Regions from separate parts of the Triticum aestivum genome. Here region 1 is linked to region 2. The links are chromatin contacts, called in public Hi-C maps. All regions are on one chromosome and are shown on one strand. Each heading gives the region's core, a stretch centred on a gene start, on an enhancer-like site or on the middle of the called end of the contact. The rest is flanking DNA. Distances are from core to core; before and after follow the strand shown.

What was found. Hi-C and Micro-C count contacts between places; a contact is called where the count stands out from the background.
Region 1: a contact with region 2 is called in a Hi-C map of leaf, with 5 times the contacts expected there. The contact joins the promoter of LOC123071802 here to the promoter of LOC123066093 in region 2. A contact is called at or near these places in 2 of 5 Hi-C or Micro-C datasets (both in leaf).

What each region holds. Positions count from the first base shown.
Region 1 is chr3B:693,301,769-693,308,660 of IWGSC CS RefSeq v2.1, forward strand. It overlaps LOC123071802, which reads left to right and starts at 4,920. Exons shown (of 14, transcript XM_044495385.1): 1 at 4,920-5,387; 2 at 5,539-5,618; 3 at 6,132-6,325; 4 at 6,730-6,892. The coding sequence starts at 5,296.
Region 2 is chr3B:692,894,291-692,901,490 of IWGSC CS RefSeq v2.1, forward strand. LOC123066093 (far upstream element-binding protein 3) reads right to left here and starts at 5,371. Exons shown (of 6, transcript XM_044489246.1): 1 at 4,984-5,371; 2 at 4,430-4,644; 3 at 3,925-4,020; 4 at 3,776-3,847; 5 at 3,600-3,716; 6 at 925-2,300. The coding sequence starts at 4,570. The coding sequence ends at 1,257. LOC123071795 (heat stress transcription factor A-2b) reads left to right here. Exons shown (of 3, transcript XM_044495378.1): 3 at 223-644. The coding sequence ends at 353.

The DNA.
Region 1 (6,892 bases), core at 3,670-6,169, 410 kb after region 2:
TCCTGCAATAAAGAAGTGAAAACCATATATCGTCCATGACATTTTTCTGGAGGGTCGAGATATAATAGAATTGTGAGCATTTATCCCCTTTTTGCTTTCCTGCAACAAAGGAATGATCACTATATATCGTGTTTCTTTAGTTGAGTAGCTCGAGGTAAACATTTTTCCTCGTAACTCCAAACGGCCGATGCAGACGGATGCGGATTTGATCTGTTTTTTGTTTGTTTGGGTCGACTGTTGGGGGTGGCGGCCGGCCCTGTCCGCGTTTTGCTGGTGAGGGCGCTCAAAGTTTACACATCACAAAAGAAAAGAAGCCAATATATCTATTTGGTTGCCAAAGTGAGTCCACGTATGCTCAACTAAATCATCTTGAAGTTGAATGTGAGTTGTCCAATCACGTATTTCCTGATGAAATTGAGAGAATTGTGCAAATGTTGCCGGTCCTCCATGCTCATACACAACATTTTCATTCTAAAATTGAAACCCTTGATCGAAAATTTCATCTTCACGCTCATCTTCTACAATCATGTTGAGCACGATCACACAAGCAGTCATCACCTCGCACGGTTCGAATCCTGCCGACCACGATTTTTTTGCCATTTCTTTAGAGGGTCAACTTATAGTAGCTTTGCAAGCATTTTCCCGCTTTACTTTCCTGCAATAAAGAAGTGAAAACCATATATCGTCCATGACATTTTTCTGGAGGGTCGAGATATAATAGAATTGTGAGCATTTATCCCCTCTTTGCTTTCCTGCAACAAAGGAATGATCACTATATATCGTGTTTCTTTAGTTGAGTAGCTCGAGGTATACATTTTTCCTCGTAACTCCAAACGGCCGATGCAGACGGATGCGGATTTGATCTGTTTTTTGTTTGTTTGGGTCGATTGTAGGGGGCGGCGGCCGGCCCTGTCCGCGTTTTGCTAGTGAGGGCGCTCAAAGTTTACACATCACAAAAGAAAAGAAGCCGATATATCTATTGGTTGCCAAAGTGAGTCCACGTATGCTCAACTAAATCATCTTGAAGTTGAATGTGAGTTGTCCAATCACGTATTTCCTGATGAAATTGAGAGAATTGTGCAAATGTTGCCGGTCCTCCATGCTCATACACAACATTTTCATTCTAAAATTGAAACCCTTGATTGAAAATTTCATCTTCACGCTCATCTTCTACAATCATGTTGAGCACGATCACACAAGCAGTCATCACCTCGCACAACTTCTTGGTGCTCCAAGTTCTAGCAGGATACCAAATGATGGTTCATCGAGATTGAAGCACACCGAAAGCAGGCCCCACGCCTTTCTAGCACTCTCTTGTGTTAACCCTCTTCTCTCCTATCAGATTGGAGACTGCCTTGAAAAGAGTTGTCCATTGAGGGCAGATACCATCAGTTAGGTAGCATCCATTGTTGTAGTGGTGGCCATTGATCTCAAAGTTGACCTTTGGGCAGTTACCTTCCGCAAACTTTTCGAACACAGGAGAGCGCTGAAGCACGTTGATGTCACTATGAGAACCAGTCATGCCGAAAAAAAAGTGCCAAATCCAGAAATCTCATGAAGCCACAACTTCAAGTACGACAATGCAACCTTCAACATCCCCTATATTGCCCCTGCCAAGCAGATGGACAGTTCTTCCACCTCTAGTGCATACAATACATGCTATCAAGCATCCTCGAAAAGCCCCTGTCTGCATTGATCGCCAAGATTTGTTTGTATCCGCAGCATTTGGCTCTCTCGGGTACTCCGGGCCAAAACACTGCTACCACAACCTTGCAGAACTTGTACATTGATGCAAGGCATATGGACTCACTCATGCGCTTATCAACTATATCACCACACTAGTGGAAAAAAACTTAGCTATGGCGTGCCAAAAACAACCTTGCTGGTGTAGACACATGATGCCACAAATATGGCGCCATTGCTAAAATGTAGTGGCGGCGTTGGAGGACACATCAGCAGTATCCTACATCGTGCTGGCGTATCACCAATCCAACGCCAGCACTAAGTTCATCATAACTCTGGCGTGCCTGCTCGTCCAACGCCAACAAATGCTTTTTTTGTAATAAAAAATTACTCATCGACACTAGCTACTTACTTAATAGATACTACTGAACACAATATACTCAACAACACTAGGTACTTACTTAATAGTTAATCATTACATAAAGAGGCTCATGAACTCAACAAGTTGATATTAAACTTCACGAAGTTCACTCAAGTACTCTAGTTACTCGATCATCATCAACTAATAAGATGAGCTGGCTAGCTACTTAAAAAATTAATCTTCAGCAAGGAGTATACCCAGCTGCATCAACTTCTTTCTATCCGCCTCTCCTTCTCTTCTGAAATGATCTATGTCCATCTTTAGGTCAATCCTCTCACCTCTGAGGCGTCTCCTATCCTCCTTCAGTTTATCCGGTCCTCGACAAGCTTATCCCTCTCGTCCCTAAGCTGATTAGTCTCCTGAACGAGCCGAACAACATCCTTGCGTAGCTCTTTAATCTCCCCCTTTAGATCGTCCTTTGCGTCTTGCACGCCCTTGATGACATACTCAAAAGTGTTTAAGAATTCATTGTTAGCCATGTCCACATCGCACACCGACTCGTTGTTGCCTCCAGAATTGGCCATGACCTACAAACACATCACGTATATATACGATCAAGATAATATGCAATGTAAAATAGTTCATGTGTTGGAAATATATGATTTGTAAAGTTTCATTATCAAATACTTGGTGTGAGTTGTATCAAAACAAAATCAGATACTTTTATGATGAATAGTGCATGTGTTGGAAAGACATGATTTTGTTAATTAAGTAGAATGGATAAAATTATGAATCTATTTTGATAAATAAGATATAGCAAGCTGACTTCTATACATACACATACTATCATATATAAGAATAACTTTTGTATGCAAAGCTATTTGATTTACATATACCAGTCAACCTATGCATAGATGTGTAAAGAAAACTAAAATGATAACTTTGAAGATTATACATAACACATTCTATAAATTTCTAATAAACTTGCTCAGATTCGCCAACGGAGGGGAGACACAATAGCAATTGGACGATTATCACTACAATTTCCGGCCGTTTGGTGTGTCCGCACGAACGGAGGAGTGGATCTAATCTTGGCGCCGGCGAGGGGCGGCGACGACTTTGGTCCAACAGGAGTTGTGTCTAGCTACGACCGGGCCGGGTGGGTTGTGAAATGAGAGTGAGCGGTGGACTTAGGTATTTTACTAGGTCATTGATGGCGTTGGAAAAAATGGCAGCGCAATAACTAATCACAAGCCAAATAAAATGATGGTAAAAAAGCATAATATAATTATATATCATGACGTGCAAAGAAAAATAACGCCAGCACTAACAAAATAACTATGGCGTGCAAAGCAAACCAACGTCGCCAATGTTTTCCAAACGGCGAGTGTATATGGGCCAATAGATTTGTGGCGTTTACAAAACAATCAACGCTAGCACTATGCTTGTAAAGTTGTTGTATGGATTTGGCCTACGCCAACACTATTTAAAAAAATAGTGCTGACGCGGATGTAAAATGCCGCACCACCAACGAAATTGTGGAGAGCACTTTTTCCACTAGTGCCAAGAGTTCCGTATGCAAACATCCAAATAGCTTCAGTGCATTTCTCATATGAGAAGAAGCCAATCTTTTCAATGACATCCTCGTTGCATACGAAATAATCACCATACGCCATCATTACCTCACGAATACAGTTGAACGCATGCCTAGCCATCCGGATCTGACGTCGGAATAGTTTGGGATTAAAGAGTGGAGACGTGCACTGAAAGTAATCGACGAAGAGTAGGCAATGGTCGACCTCTCTGCTGCGATTCAACGCGTGAGCATGGTCTGGGATCGCTTCCCTGAACCTCGACCGTTGCCTAGCAATGTGGTCATTGACGACCATAGTCACAACCACAGATTCCTCCCCGTCCGACGGTGAATCGTCTAATGAACACATAAAGTTGTTGAAAAAGAACTCATCCCCACTATCCATGGTACCTTGCGGACGTGGTGGAGAAGCCGACCGGTGAAGAGCCCCGTTCCTTTCCCGAGCATAGGAGACACGCCGTCGAAGTGGAGGCTGCCGTGGGGCGAGGCTGGCGGGCTTGGAGTTAGGCAGGCGACGGTGGAGTCGCTGTGGTGGCGTGGCCGTGGAGGTGCTACGACGACGGCGAAAAGAGACAACCAACGTTGGGAAGAGCGGACATCAGATGGGGCGTCGATGTGAGGGAAGTGTGTGGATGCAGGTGGCGGCCTGAGCAACGTCCGAGCAACCTAAAGTGGGAGGCGACGGCGATGCGGCGTGGTCGGAAGTGTTGAATGTGGAGGTAAGAGGGGAGAACGGCATTGTGCCACTGATAGGGGGGTGAGGAGGGGGCAGGGGGACAAGGGCGGGCGTCCCGTGCGTCCGCGCTGACACAAACCCAATTCAATTTTAGGCCGGAAATGGATCGCGGGCTGACGAAAAACGGACATCTGCCCGTTTGCATCGGTGCAAAGCGCCGTGCTTTTTTATCTGTTTAGATCCAAATGGTTCACGCATGGACAAAATGCGTCGGGGCGTTGAAGTTGCCCTAATTTCCTTTAACAAAGGAATGATCATCATGTACTAGCCTGTTTCTTTGTTGCGAGAGGACAGGGAGCTCCAGACGGCATGGGAACGGGAGCAGAGCATAGAAGCGTGCCCAGAGGGAAGACGCGCCGGTACCGTTCGACCAGGTTGCCCGATCGATGCTAGGCAGTTCCTGGTCCCAGACCTGGCGGAGCTCCGTTTCCCCGTCGGGGCAGGCAGGTGATACGCAGTAACGCAGATCACGTGGTCGCACTGCACGGAACGGGGCTGGCGTCGGGCCTGTACACCGCAGCGCCAGCGCGCACATGCGGCGCCGGAAGCCGTCGGACGTCACGCGAACGACCGCGACGCGACCCGACCCCGCCCGCCACGCGGCGACGGGCCAGGCGACACTTGGCTCTGCCGCCCCGCCTCGACCGGAAACGGCCGCTCCCCACCTGAACCCCGACGCTCCTCCGCCCCGCACCCCACTCAACCCCGCGGCCCTCGCTCGCTCGACTCCCTCCTCCTTCACCTCCCGGGGCGCATTAACACCTTCCTAATCAGTTTCCCCTTCGCATCCCCGCTCCAATCCGCGCCGCGTTCCAATCCATTTCCGCCCCCTCCAATCATCCCCAAACCCTACCCGCCGCCGCGCCGCCGCGCCGCCCACCGCCCGCCGCGCGGGGGCAGGGAGGCAGGGAGGAGGAGAAGATGGGCCGGTGGGGGATGAAGCTCGGCGACATGGCCGAGTTCCAGTGCTTCGTCTGCAAGGACGCCGGCGACGTCCGCGTCTGCGACGCCAGGTGAGCGCCGCCCCTCGCCGCGCCCCGGGGTTTTCTCCCTCCTCTGTTCCGCGCGAAATCCGCGCCGCGTCGGCGGCCGGCGAATCGCCCGGTGACAATCGCCGCTGAGAATCTCGCTGAACATTAATTGCCCTGCCGTGCCGCCTTTCAGGAACTGCCTCAAGAGCTACCACCCGGGCTGCGTGGGGAAGGAGGACGACTTCATTGATTCCAGCGAGCAACACGTCTGTGGTGAGCGCCTACGCATGGTCGCCCCTGCTTGTTTTACCACGCGTGACCTGCTACGGGAATCGGCGCTACGTTCCTGCGCCTGTCATGCTGCGTGTCCACATTCAGTCATCCATTATTCCTTGGTCACAGCCGAGGATCCTAGATCATGTCCTGCACCTGTGAAACGAACGAAACACCTGCTCTTCATGTTCCTGTCTTTTTCTTCCATGTAAACAGAAAACTGCTGGATGCTTAACCTTCTAGGACACATATGTTTTTATCATCATCCCAGCATCATGCAACATGATAGTAAAACTGTGTTCCAGTGCCGCAATTTCTCCATCTAGAAACTTTGCAGACATAAGCACAACATGTTGCAATGGGAACACATTTTCTTGTTTTTCACTTCACAGCCTTGATTATGCCAAACACTACATAACTCCCCCCCTGACTTCAATTTATCAAATGCTTCTTTTACTGCTGTCCTGTAAAATAATGGTACTGGTCCTTGCGCCTAATTTTAACTATTTTCAGATTGGCATAAATGTTCTAATTGTGGAAGTGATGCACTCTATTTATGCTTGTGCTGTCCAAGTTCCTCTGCTTGTGGAGACTGCTTTGGAAAAGTTGATTTTGTCCCAGTGAAGCAGAGCAACGAACTCAACATGGGATTCTGCCGCAGCTGTTTTAATATGGCAATAGTGACTGAGAAAGATGATGCTGAAGAGGTAACGACATGCATATGGAATATGGTCATATGCATACCCCCCCAAGCTCATTTTTGAATTACAATAACAAGCTTCCATTTTTCAAAGTGGCACTAAGTTCCAATTAGCACGCATGCTATTCCATTAGTTGTCACCCCCCCTTCCCATTAGCACGCATGCTATTCCATTAGTTGTCACCCGCCCCCCCCCCCCCCCCCCCCCCAATTCCGCCCAAAAAATTAACAGCCTTGTTCCTTACCATAAAGCTGTTCACTGTATATTTACCTGCAAGTTGCCCACCTGCACTTGTGTTGGATTTCTTAGTAGATAGAAGTCAGGCTGGCTTAAAAAAATGCCAGTTTACTCATCCAATATGTTTTTTCCCTTTTGTCTTTTTTCTGACAAGAGTTCATGTGCATCTCCAGGCAAAGGTTGTTTTCGAAGGTACCCCGGAGCACTATCAAATATTGTTTAAAGATTACTGGACAATACTTAATGACAAGGAGTGTTTTACATTGCTCGACTTGCAACTAGCAAGTATTCGTCATAAAAGAAGCCTACAGTGTAAAGAAGGGAAGGATTCAGATG
Region 2 (7,200 bases), core at 4,121-6,620:
CTAGCGGTTGAATGACGCATGTTCTGATCTGCACGGTGTAAGACAGTTTTCTGGGGTTAAAGGTGTAGTATTGTAGATGTAGATTTGTTTACATCGGTTTTTGTTTGCTGCTCACGGTCCCTGATTTGGTCTGGGCGTCTGGCTATCCGACCCATTATTTAGCTGTCGACAGGTGACCAACTACAGCACATCCTGCGGTGCTCAAGGTTGTTATTGTTGCAGATGTGCGGGGAGCAGTGGCCCGTGAACCGGCGGGGCAACGCTACGGGTGGCACAACTTCTGCGTCGACAATGCCCTCAACGTCGCCTGCCTACTCGCGCGCTCCGGGACCGTCCAGTTGCCACTGCTTTGATGATGATCCATGCCGGCATCTCGCGGTGAGGACAGCCCAGTGCTGAACGTCGAGTTGAGCAAGCAAGGCGGCGCCGTTCTTCGGTGATTGAATGGTCCGCGCGGACGTGTCCTTTCTTGAGCGTCGGTTTGGATGTATAAATTGGATCTTGAAATGCTTTTCGTTATCTAATGCTGTATGTATAACATGCAGTCCTCTTGCATGGTTGGTTTGAACAAAAACTGTTCTATGGATGAAATGCTTTAGTTGTCTAATCTGCAGAGCTGCTTACCATCGAGGAAGCATAAACCACACGACCATTTGTCCTGTCCCTATCCCAAGTTTCCAGTGCCTCTTTTTTCCGTTTACTTTTTTCTTTCTTTTGGGGTTTTTATTCGGTTTCACCTGATTAGTAGAGAATGTTAGGTTTTCGGGTCCGGTCTCCCTTATAAACCGGACCGACTCTCTTCTTAATGAAGTGCAGGAACCCCTCTCGAGGTGTTCTTGAAAAATAAACCACAGGACCTAGCGTCAATCAATCACAAGCGCACCCATCCATGAACTAAATCATGGGGAGATGGGAGTGATCCAAACTGCAAAAACGTTACAAGACTGACGCTAAACAGATCATCCAGTCAATACACCACGACCAAAATTCAGATGACCCAACTTGTTTCTCCTTCGGAAAAACATTTCCTCCTGTGCCAAAAACCCTATTGAGCTAATCAGAGTCTTATCTAGCTAACTCAACTGGCCTGCGAGGTGGAAGATGCATCAGGCTGCTCATCGCCAGTTTCATGAGGCTGTGCATTTCCTCCCTGTGCCTGGTAAACAGCATCGCCTTCTGGAACTGAATCATGTCCTGCCGCAGGCTAGCTGACATTTGCAGTAGCTTCAGCTGAGCCCCCGTTGCACCCGTCTTGATCAGTGTACCCCGGCTGGGTCGACGGACCCTGCTGCATTCCCTGGATTGTTAGCGCCCGCCTGGCCAGTGTACAACGGATGCTGCCCATAAACTCCGGGCTGCGACCCTTGCTGTGGGTAGGCCGCAGCAGCATGGCATGCTAGCTGCTGATAGTTTTCATTGTTAGCAACTGCGTGATTGGTATACACAGGCTGAGTCGATGGATACTGCCAATAGACACCGGGCAGCATTCCTTGCTGTGGGTAGGCCAAAGCGACATGACTCGCTGGCTGCTGATGATAGTTTGCATTGTTAGCAATCGCCTGATCAGTGTAACCCGGCTGAGTCGATGGATACTGCCCATATACGTCGGGCTGCATTACTTGCTGGGGGTAGGCCGAAGTGGCCTGGCTCGCTGGCTGCTGACAACCACTTGAAGATTGAACGTACCCATGAATAGCACCAGCAGTTGCACCATAGGACTGACCATAACCAAGTCCTGGTTGAGGTGGCACGGTTGAGCTCTGTAATGCATATGGCTGCTGGGCTGGAGTTGGTCCATGGTAGTTTGTGCCTGGCATAGGAATGTCGTAGCCTTGCAGCTGAGCTCCACCAAAAGCAGACTTTCCATAGGGATCTTGCTGTGGAGGGTAAGACTGGTACACTGGCTGAAAATTCATCGACTGCTGCCCGTGGCACTGCCCATTATCATACCCTTGCGCATATGTAAGTTGGCCCGGGGCAGAGTGTTGGTAACTGCTAGTATAACCAACAGGTACTTGAGGACTCCAGTTGCGGTAGTGTATTGGAGCTTGAGCACCACTAGGACCTCTAGCTGAGTCGTACATTGGAGCTTGAACGCCACTGGGAGGACCTCTAGCTGAGTATATGTTGTAAGAGGCATAATAGTCATAACAACCACCCTGATAAGGTGCCTGACCTGTACCACCATCAAGATGATATTGTGGGTTCTGATAATACATATCTCCCGGGCAGTCATAGCCATTGTCCACAACACATTGAGGCGCTCTACTAGGCTCAGTTTGTAAACTTGATCCAGGAGACTGATCACAAAAGATCACAAGACTATCAGATAGAGAAAAAAGATTTAAACATAAACAAGGGAACTGAAATACACCAAACTAATCTGCTGTAACTAGAAGGATATACTTGAATGGGCAGGACTTGCGGCTACAAAATATGCATGACATCTACTTCGATAACTTGCAAAGTAGAAAAATGGACAAACATTTACAAGATGAACACAACAAGTTGTCATGCATGACAAACTCAAGAGATGTAGTAAGGCCTCTACAGGCACAAAATAACCACAATAAAACATGAAGTGTTATTGAGCTGACAGAATATATATCATTCCTCTAAAAAAGAATATAAATATATAATAAGCCAATATAGAAAACCCAATAGATGGGCATGCAAAGTTTCCATGGTGAATACTCCAAAAGGCAAGAATTGGCAAGAAGTTTACAAGGAAAAAAGAAGGTTGGCTTAGATTCACTTTATCTGATGCATAACTGAGACACGTAGAATATCATGTATACTTCCAAACATGACACAGAACTCTGCAAACATAAGGATGCCAATTTTCGGGGAAAAATGAGTATCAAAGTGATATGCCACTAATGCCACAAGGCATATATGACAGACGTAAGTGGCTTAGGTCTTACCACTGCTGAAGAACAAAGCCCGACTACCCATCTTCTGTACAACAGTGGGTGATGGAGAATAATGAATTACTGAACCCAAATATATTATAGAGCTGTATCAGCACTGTGAACCATCATCTAGCCAAAAGAACTCTTAAAATAAAGCAATTTAGTTGTTGAATTTATCTTTCTAAGATCCCAGGGGTCATGAACAACCAAAAACGTTAAGGCCTTGACATTGTGATCACATAGTTGAAGAGCATACAACTTTCTGCACCGATGGATGGAAAAAAGAAATAATACCTATCATATGGTTCATAGCTACCAGGGATATCAATGAAGGTTACAACAGTCAGATGCAAAACTGTCATGGAGATATCATACGATCAACATAGATGATAAGTTACAAGCTAATGCCAGCAGTCTAGTTAAACTTATTATGCCTTACAATCAAGATGGATAGCTAATGCCAGCAGTCTAGTAAAACTCAAATATTTGCTCAATCATGGTAACATAAAAGGTGCAAGCAACATTTGAAAACATAAAGCGCATGTAGCAAACATGGTTTTAACTTCACGCAGACACGACATGTATAATACTAAAAAACAAATATATAGTTCCCCTTAAAACCTTCAAATAGCATGGAGAGCAATGCAACAGATTATAAATACAGATATAGATAAGTGCCAGAAGCACCTGACTGATGAGTTCTAGGACCATTGTTCTTGCAATCTCTATTTGATTCCAATTCCCAGTAAGTCGTATTTTTCTTTCTGTGGAAAGATCACCTTCTGGGAGATGTTGCGGGATTAACTACAAAAAAGGATATTAGTTTTCATTTTGAAGTGAATAAAAAATATGCATGCACTAACCTGAATGTCGGACCCAGACTTAGTTTTTAGAGCCTTAATGGTCTCACCTCCCTCCCCAATGACCAACCCAGCCTACATATTATGATAAAAGGAAATATATCAGAGCGCTTGAGTAAATTTTATGGCCGAGATTTGTTTTAAAGCCTCACCTTCTCATTTGGGACATGGATGTCCGCTTGCTCAGCACCAGATCGCGGAGTCCCAAAACTTCTAGCAGCGGGTGTACATGAATCACCTACATCAACCTGCGAAAGGATATGATTTAATTTGGGTCAGCTTCATCATATTCCACAATCTGGATTTTAATCTGAGGCGATCCCCAGGCACCTGATAGTTTCCCCAGATTTACCAATCAAAACACCTGCCTACAATACTCGTCTTCCACATTCAGCTAACAGCTTAGCGTAACAAAATGGAGAAATGGTCTGAAAGTGAATTCCAATTTAAAGATTTCGGGGAATACGTGCATAGAAATATCATCGCAAATTAACTTCCAAGTAAAATGTGTCTCTTGCTTGCTTACGACCTAATTCTTGCCTATTGGATAATTCACACTAAATGATCAGATATTTTGGGGGCAATGCAGCAACTAGAATATGTATATTCACGCAGAAATAAGCACTGGACATAATAACAAGGATAAGTAGACAGTACCTTGCTTTGAGTAATTTCAATTTTTCGCGTCACTTCTTGGGTAAGCCCTACAGCACTCTGCTGTTCTGGTGAGGGTACATTGTCCTCTTGACGATGTTCTGAACATTCTTTTGGAATGTTTACCTCAGAGCTACACAGCATGCTTTCATTGAAAGGAGCATCCCCATTCACCGATTCTGATGTTTCAGGTTCATGCACTTCAATTTGAGTAATACCTAGTGCAGATAAGAAAAAATAAACAATCTTATTCATGATAACAATGTAATGTAATACGACAATTGCAACTCATATTCGCTATAAGTCAACAACTATGGGAATTACACAAACAACTCAATGAAAAAAACATTTTTAACCCCTTTGATTGGTTTTAAAATTGAGCAAGAGCACCATATGCAATCCTTACCCATACCAACTCAACCCTCATTGGCATTGCTCCGAAAAAATCGCGAATCAGCCTAGAGATTGCGCAAAATCTAGCACGCCTAGACATATTACACAAATACAACGCGCATCAAACCGAGACGATGTAAAAAAGAGAACGGCGAATAATATACCTGACCCGTTGCCCTCGCCGTCGCCGCGCGGCCGCCTGGACCCTGTCTCCGCCGTCTCCTCCCCCCCTTCTCATCCCACCCCAGCCCGATCCTCGGCGCCGCCGCCACCCTGCTCCGCGTCCATCGGCAGCATCGCCTCCTCCCCTTCTGTCTCACCAAGCTTCCTCTTATAATCGAGACCGGGTGGAGGCACCGCCCCCTCCTCCGCCATCGGCGTCGGCACGGTCCCAGCCGCCGTTTCCGTAGCCGTGACCGGCGCTGTCGCTTGCGCGGGCTCGCTTGTCCTGGCGCTAGCGTCGGTCTCCGCCATTGGTGGGGGTGGGCTAGGGTTTTGGTTTTGGCGCGAGGACGCGGGGGGCTCGTGTAGCGGGGAAGACGGGACTCTGGAAGAGGGAGGCGCGGCGAGACGGGCATCGCTTTTTTTTTTTTTTTTGAGTAACAGACGGGCATCGCTATGCCTCGCGTTCAGCGAATCGAGGCTGAAGCGCGCGAGCATATGGGCCGACCCAGGTTCGCGTGTAGTACTGCACGGCCTCATTTTCTTTCTCTTTTTTTCACGTTTTTATTTCGTTTTTTATTCCGTTTTTTAAGTTTCTTTACACTTTCAAATAGCCTAAACATATAGGAGTATATACAAAAACATTTACTTAACATTTAGAAAAATATTAATCATACATTTAAAAAATGGTGAACAAGTATTTAGAAAATGTTGAAGGAGTATTTGAAAAATGTGATCATGTATTTAAAAAATGTTGGACAAGTATAAAAAAATGTTAAACAAGTATTTGAAAATTGTTGAACAACTATTCCAATAAAAATGAACAAGTATTTGAAAAACATGTTGATCATGTATATGAAAATGTTGAACAAATATTTGAAAAATGTTGAACAATTATTTGAAAAAATGAATGAAAAACAAAAAGAAACAAACAAAAAAACAAAAAAGAAAAAGAAAAAATGAAGAAGAAAAAAGAAAACCAAACAGAAAAATGGAGAAGAAAAAATAAAACCAAATAAAAATGGAGAAGAAAAAAGAAAAGCAAACAGCAAAGAAGAAAACCCGAAACAAAACAAAAAAACAGTGGAGAAAAAAGCTTTTTTACCTTAAGTAGGTCGCGTCCTACATATCATCACGAACTCCACACATAGCGCAGTGGTTGGAAGGGATACATATCATCGCCATAAACTATCCCTTCCAACTCGCGTAAAGCGAGAAACAACGCTCGCGTGCCAAACAATTGCGAGCTCGGAACTGAAGGTGGGTTTTGGGTCATGAACCAGTTGACTACGGCAGAACTAGGCTTTTATTACACAAAGTTGGACCGGGACGCAACTAAACATATCCCGGACATCTGGATCCAGTTTACTTTAGGCCTCATATGACGGCCTTTACGTGGCCTTTGAAAAAAACACAAATTTGGTACCGTTGTCTCACAAAAAAACTTAATTTGATACCGCCCTAAAATGGTGGTGATCCAAATTTCTATATCTAAATGGTTGTAGTCTGATAAACGCTCTATATTATGGTCATTGCACCGTTTTCGTGGTCGGGATCTTTGAGCAATGGGTTGATTTGTTTGGCGTTCATGCAGGTGACATACTTCTTTTTTTGGGTCGATGCTCTGGCCAAGACTCTGATGAATGAACTGCAAGAAGAGCATGAAGAATGGTTGCGCATGCTGCCACAAACGGTAGTGGCCGCAGCACAAGCTCCGGAAGAAGAGATGGAGGGCGAAGCACGCACTGACAGAGAGCTAGCTATTGAGCTTAGGATGTTGAAGAAGAAAGTTAGCAAGCTTAAAGATAAAGCACAAATACCAATACCCATTTGCAATTACTTTTAGGCATTTGTAGGTATGGTAATCGCACTTGGTGTAATGTTGAAATTGTATGAAAAGGCATGAATTATGAAGGAATTTACAAGCTTGAAATTGTATGAGAAATTCACCTAGTTTAAATGTTGGTCAAAGTTGTTTAAATGTTGAAAAAAGAGAGAGAAGAAGTGACCAACATGTAAATATGTTGAAAAAAGGGAGAAGAAATGAGGAATTCAGAAACTGTTGATCAATGAAATGCAGCTCTTTACTCTGTCTTTCTGTTAAAAAAAGGTTCCTCTGTGGGCCAAATTCAGAGTGTAGAGCCAAGTGTCGGCTAGACTAATGGACCAACTGATCCAATTAGGCCCATTTGGGGGTTCTCTTGCGTGTTTTTCTGTTT